Linked DNA regions of Mus musculus: region 2 is linked to region 1. Evidence: chromatin contacts called from public HiChIP or PLAC-seq data. All regions are on one chromosome and are shown on one strand. Each heading gives the region's core, a stretch centred on a gene start, on an enhancer-like site or on the middle of the called end of the contact. The rest is flanking DNA. Distances are from core to core; before and after follow the strand shown. Region 1 holds the start of Pla2g10 (phospholipase A2, group X). Region 2 holds the start of Rrn3 (RRN3 RNA polymerase I transcription factor homolog (yeast)).

Region 1 (2,700 bases), core at 43-2,542:
GCTCCCAGCTTCACTGTCCCCCAAGCCCCAGTGGAGATCCCAAGCTAGATCCCGAAGCCTTCCTACCTCCCCAGAACCCAGCTTTCCCTCCAGTCAGGCCATCACACTACTGCCCCTGCCTTCTCTTCAGCCTGCTCCCTGCTGCCTTACCCTGCCAATGGCCCATGCTGCTGCCTGTTTATTGGGGGTGCCCTTCTAGCTTGCTCTTCCAGAACAGATCTCTGACTCAAGTAGCTCTGGCACACGGAAAGGCTTCTAGGAAAGGTCTGTTGACCTCAGGAGCCACCAAGTCCAGGTGAGACACACCTAGCCTAACCACTCCCAACACCATACCCTGAAACCATCTGCAGAGCTCCCCCTACCCCACCCCCAGCCACTCTCTGCTTTTAGAGGCTAAGACTGCCCATGAAGGGCCCAGGTGAGGGACACACAGCAGCACTAAGTTTGGAACCAAAGAAAACACTCCCTTTATGCCAACATAGGTGGGGCAGGCCAGGCTGGGGTCTGTTTGCTCTGTCTACCTGTGGGCAACCTCCAATGGCAGTGCCAGGACCCACAGGGCATTGTAAAAGCTCAAGGTCTACGCCCATTGTGGGCCGTCCTAGGCATCCCTGAGCTGTGTGCTAGCCGGCCAAGTGCTGCTTGGAGCAACTGTGGCATCTGAGATGTTGGTCTGGGTGAGCCTGTCCAGGAGGAGAGAGGCTTCACACCTGCACCTCTGTACCCAGGTAAGGCCGGGGTTGGTTCTGTGCCTCTATGCTTTATTGTACTCTAGGATTAAAGAATCACCAAGAGGGGCCTTTCTAGAGTAGTAGGAGTGAGTGAGGAAAACCCCCTCTATAAGTGATAGCCAGTTCACATGACTCAGGATCAGAGGCTAGGAGCTTCAGGCTGCTGGAGAGGACCGCAGTAACTATGGGGTTCAGGAAGGGAGGACTCTGAGACCAACCCCTCTTCCCCTTCTGAGTTCCTGAGTGAAATGCCTAAGTGGAGGGCTCTGGAAGGAATCAAAGACATGACTCCTGGGTGTCTGGGAAGATGGATGTGTGGGCATCTGATGAAGGGACTGGGGATTTTAAGGCTTCAGGGTGCTGGAACTAGGTGTTGAGTTGGGGCGGTGAGGAAAAAATCCCAGGCAGGAGGAAGCCAGTCAGTCCTCACTTACCTTCGCTGAATCCGGGTCCAGGTCCCAGCAGCAACAGCAGCAGTAGCAGCAGCATTATTGCCCGTCACAGAGGTGGCCCACACATAGGAGAGTGACAGGTGTAGGACTGACCAGAAGGGCCAGTATACTCACCAATCCTGCCGACCCCCACCACCAGCCCCGCCCCCTACCTCACCTTCTTTCCGTGGGGCGGAGTCAAGCAGGAGTGGTCACCTGGAGCCTTGAGGAGTGACTGTCTCTGACTTCTGCAGATTAGTTCCAAAAAGTAATCCAGACACCAAATGGAATGCTGAGGCCAAAAGGGGATCAGGTTCGGGGATGCCTCCACAGAGTGTAAAGATGCTGCTGACGCTGCAGTTAAAATGCGGGGTGGGGGTGGGGGAGGGAGGGGGACGGTATGCTAATTTTCGCCGTGTTATTCTAATTTACTGTAACATTTTACAACGCGGGTAACTGCTCCTGTGGGGCAGTCACAATTAACACTCTACAATCTCCTCACTAATACCACCACAAAGCGAGAAACTGAGGTAGTCAAGGGTTGTCCCAAGTCAGGCAGCCATTTCTAATAAAAAGAGCTGGAGCCTTGGTGGTGGTGGACTAGAAAGCTAGGTCAGAAGAACGTGAGGAGTTCGGAACCAGCCTGGACTATACAATGAGGCAGACCTCGGAGAGGTGGGGGAGGGGCGCTTACGACACAAGGGCTGGAATGGAGCGAGCAGGATCGTGTGGGAGTTATCTATCCCGTGCAGTCTGCCTCAGGCTTCCCGTTTGTGGATGGTTATGGTTCTTCTGGGGAATGTGTGTAAGCAAGGAGGTGTACTCAACTGATGCCTACTTTTCATACTGAAAAGGCATGATAATTGGGACACATTATTGCTTTTTGCCCCTGAGACTAGCACTATTCAATTGGTCAATAATTTTTGTTGTTTAGATTTCATATCTGATCTGAGTGAAACCTTGGAACCACCCCCCCTCCATGGACAAATTCTAGTAAGGGTAAGAATGATCTCCAGAAAAAAAAAAAAAAAAATGACAAGGTGAATTGGGTTTCCCTGGCTTGAAGGTTCACAACACAGGTTGTACGCCTAGGACCCCAACCCATTCACTGTCATAGAGAGACACTGAGGGTCTGAGAACTGGGAAGCCAGAGGCATGGTGAGATGGCTTAGAGGGAACCACACAAGCCTAGAAACCTAAGTTTGATCCTAAAACCCATGTAAAGGGGGAAGGAGAGAACTGATTCTACACAGTTGTCCTTTGACCTCTGGACTTGTACTGTGCCCTCCCATGCATCATGTTCATATATACACACTAAAATAATTTTAAAATGTTAAGTATTAAAAGTAGGTGGTCCATGCCTTTAATCCCAACACTCAGGAGGCAGAGGCAAGTAGGTCTCTAAGTTTGAGGCCATTCTGGTCTAAATTGTGAGTTCCAGGACAGCCAGGACTACCACAGAGAGACCCTGTCTTAAAACAAACAAATGAACAAACAAACAAACCAAATGAGGAGGAGGAGGAGGAAGAGAAGAAGAA
Region 2 (2,700 bases), core at 175-2,674, 50 kb after region 1:
CTGTGTGTCCCTGCTGTGCTCACAGAGGTTTAAGAAGCCCTGGGACTGGGGACTGCAGTTAGAAACAGTTGTGAACCTGGATCCTCTTTTGTTGTTTTCAAGACAAGCTCTTTTTGTATTGCCTTGGCTGTTCTGGAACTTACGCGATAGTCTAAATAAACTAGCCTCAGATTCAGAGATCTGCCTGTTTGTGCTGAGATTAAAGGTATGTACCATCATGCCCAGCTCCCCAGCCTGGGTTCTCTTACCCATGGTAACATCGGTCCAACTCTCCCCTCTGGCTTTTTACCAGTCTCCACACTTCTGGCTAGGTCACTGTGTAATATGTGTTTCACACAGAGTAAGGTGTGAAAATGTGTCTAAAATGATATACAGGATCCTTCTATTTCCACCTCTCCAGTGCCTGTATTACTAACATTAAACCGGGCTCTTTACCTGAGTAACCCAGGTCCTAATAGTTACCCATTGGCTTTGAACTCCCTTTTTTTGGTGGTGGTGGTGGTGGGGGAGGAATGGATCTCTAGGAGGTGGGCCTGGGGCCCTCACTGTACAACTTGTTCCTTAGCACTATTTCCAGAATCCTTCATCACACCTGGAAGTTCTGGAGGACAAGAATTGGGGTAGATAGGCAGGCCTTCAAAGGCATCTTCTGCTCTGAAGGCCAGGCCCACTGTGGCTGGGGCCTGTGGCTTTGCTACCTGACTAGTGAAGCCACATTCCCCCAGAGTTTTCTCATCAAGGAGCTGGTTGTCCTTGAACAGCAGCTCTCCTCAGGAGGCCTCTTCATGATGCCCTCAATGATGCGCTTGAGTGCCAACACCAAGCTTGACTCCTTGGCCTCAGTGAAGATGGTGGTCTTCTTGTGTGGGGTCATGAGAAACACAGCCATCCCTGTGGCTGCTTCTGGCTTGATGCACGGGACCAAATCTGATGGCTTCTCAGGTTGTCCTCAGCAGGAGTGATCTCTCAGTGTCCCTCGGAGTCTTGCCAAAAGTTAAGAGAGCCAACATGTTGTTTGAAAACCAAAAAAATCCCAGCCGTTCGATTTTACCAATGAAGACTCAGGGGCCAGATGCTGGGGTGCAAGCCTGCTAGGTCAGAGAGGCAGAGAAAGCACCCAGCTGACCTTCCTCCTCCACTCACTTCCCAGAAGGAAACCCGCTTTGAACTCCTTTTATCCTCCCGCCTCCACCTCCTGAGCGCCAAGGTCACGTGCACACGCCTCTAAGACAAGCTTCTTTTTGAAGGAGTTTCTGAGGAATGCGGCCACCGATTGCCCCGCCAAGCTGTGCCAGCCTATTTCTAGGAAAGCTTCAGGCCGGTTAAGGTCAGACGCAAGCCTACCCGCCTTCTTGCTGCGATCCTTACGCTCTGCTCACGTGGGCCGCGTCCCGCAAGGGGCTGCCTTCTGCAGCGCCACTTCCGGGGCGGGTAGGTCGTGGCTTCCGGCGCAAGGCCGGGCGTTCGCTCAGTTCAGGCCGAATGGCGGCCCCGCTGCTTCACACGCGCTTGTCGGGCGATGTGACGGCAGCGGCCTCTGCCACGCTGAGTGCGTCGCGGACTGGGTAAGATCCGGGCGGCCTCCGCCTGCGGGTGCGGGGCTCGAGCCCGCTGAGAGCTCTCCGCATGTGCCGAGGGGGCCGGGCGTGCGGGCTCGGCTCGGGCACGCAGGAGCCTCTGGTTCCCTCGGGTCCCCTCTGCCCGGGCGAGCCTTGTCTGTTCCATTGTTTCCCACTCACTCTTGGGGCACCCTTGTGGGACTCTAGGCTAATCTTCCGTGCCTTTCCTCTTCCCTCTCTTGGCCAAGACATGGGCGGCATTTCCAGGGTTTTGGATATCTAGGGGAAAGCTGTCACTGGTGACCTATCGAATTCCAAAAATTTTGTTTGAAATTTGTTTCTGTAGAAGCAAGCAGTAGCATAGTGGAACCGTATATTATATAAGCAGTCCTTTTTGCCCAACATTTTAAAATACCTATCCCTATAAAACATTTGGAATCTAACCTTTAGATTTTGTCTGATTCTCTTGTTTAAACGAAGTAAACCTTGTAAAGCACTTAGCATAGTACTGACAATTGTTAATAAAGTGTGTATACTCTGTGTTAAGGCACTGGGGACAGCAGCTTATCCAGACACTAACCCATACCCAGCAGAGCCGGAGGCGGGGCAGTGGGGTGGGGGGGCGGCGGCAATACATGGATAAGATAGTTTCAGGTATCAGTAAATGCTATGAAGAACTACAACGTTCCAGGATAAAGCGTGAGTGTATGAGGTTCTGGTGGAGAGGGCCTCTGACATTTGAACTCCAACCTTGGGAAGAGTGTTTCTAACAGCGAGTAGCAGGTGAAATGGGAATCAGCTTGACAAATTTGAGGAATAGAAAGGACATCACGCTTTTAACAAATGATTGTATCATGAGATCAGGGTTAGGAAAGGTGGCTGGTTAAACAGGATCTTACAGGGTTAATGTGGGAATATGGAGTTTCTTTTCCTTCCCTTACTCTTAATAAGATCTCATTATGTAGCCTAGGTTGGATTCTGCCACAGCTTCTGAGACAGATTTACTGAGGGAAGAGTGGCTTCCTGGGAGAGAAGGTTGGAAGGAGGGATATCATTTGAGAAACTTAAGCCTCATCACACAAAATGATGTTGGCTCAGCCATGCTCCCTGCCGTCATTCTCTGTCATGAATTTGATAACTG

Evidence for each region. HiChIP or PLAC-seq counts read pairs in DNA pulled down with a chosen protein or histone mark.
Region 2: a contact with region 1 is called in an H3K27ac HiChIP or PLAC-seq map of embryonic stem cells, with 18 read pairs. The contact joins the promoter of Rrn3 here to the promoter of Pla2g10 in region 1. A contact is called at or near these places in 15 of 39 promoter capture datasets (the 3T3-L1 cell line, 3T3-L1-derived adipocytes, cranial neural crest and 8 more), 2 of 15 datasets of contacts at CTCF or cohesin (both in embryonic stem cells), 38 of 484 Hi-C or Micro-C datasets (the N1E-115 cell line, differentiating embryonic stem cells, embryonic stem cells and 3 more), 20 of 115 datasets of contacts at active chromatin or transcription factors (the SCID.adh cell line, bone marrow-derived macrophages, embryonic stem cells and 3 more) and 3 of 9 other capture datasets (adipose tissue, liver and pancreatic islet).

Annotation. Positions count from the first base shown.
Region 1 is chr16:13,729,192-13,731,891 of GRCm38.p6, forward strand. Pla2g10 (phospholipase A2, group X) reads right to left here and starts at 1,293. Exons shown (of 4, transcript NM_011987.4): 1 at 1,166-1,293. The coding sequence starts at 1,220. Pla2g10os (phospholipase A2, group X, opposite strand) reads left to right here and starts at 645. Exons shown (of 3, transcript NR_040574.1): 1 at 645-728.
Region 2 is chr16:13,779,275-13,781,974 of GRCm38.p6, forward strand. Rrn3 (RRN3 RNA polymerase I transcription factor homolog (yeast)) reads left to right here and starts at 1,425. Exons shown (of 18, transcript NM_001039521.1): 1 at 1,425-1,565. The coding sequence starts at 1,483. It also overlaps the pseudogene Gm6354.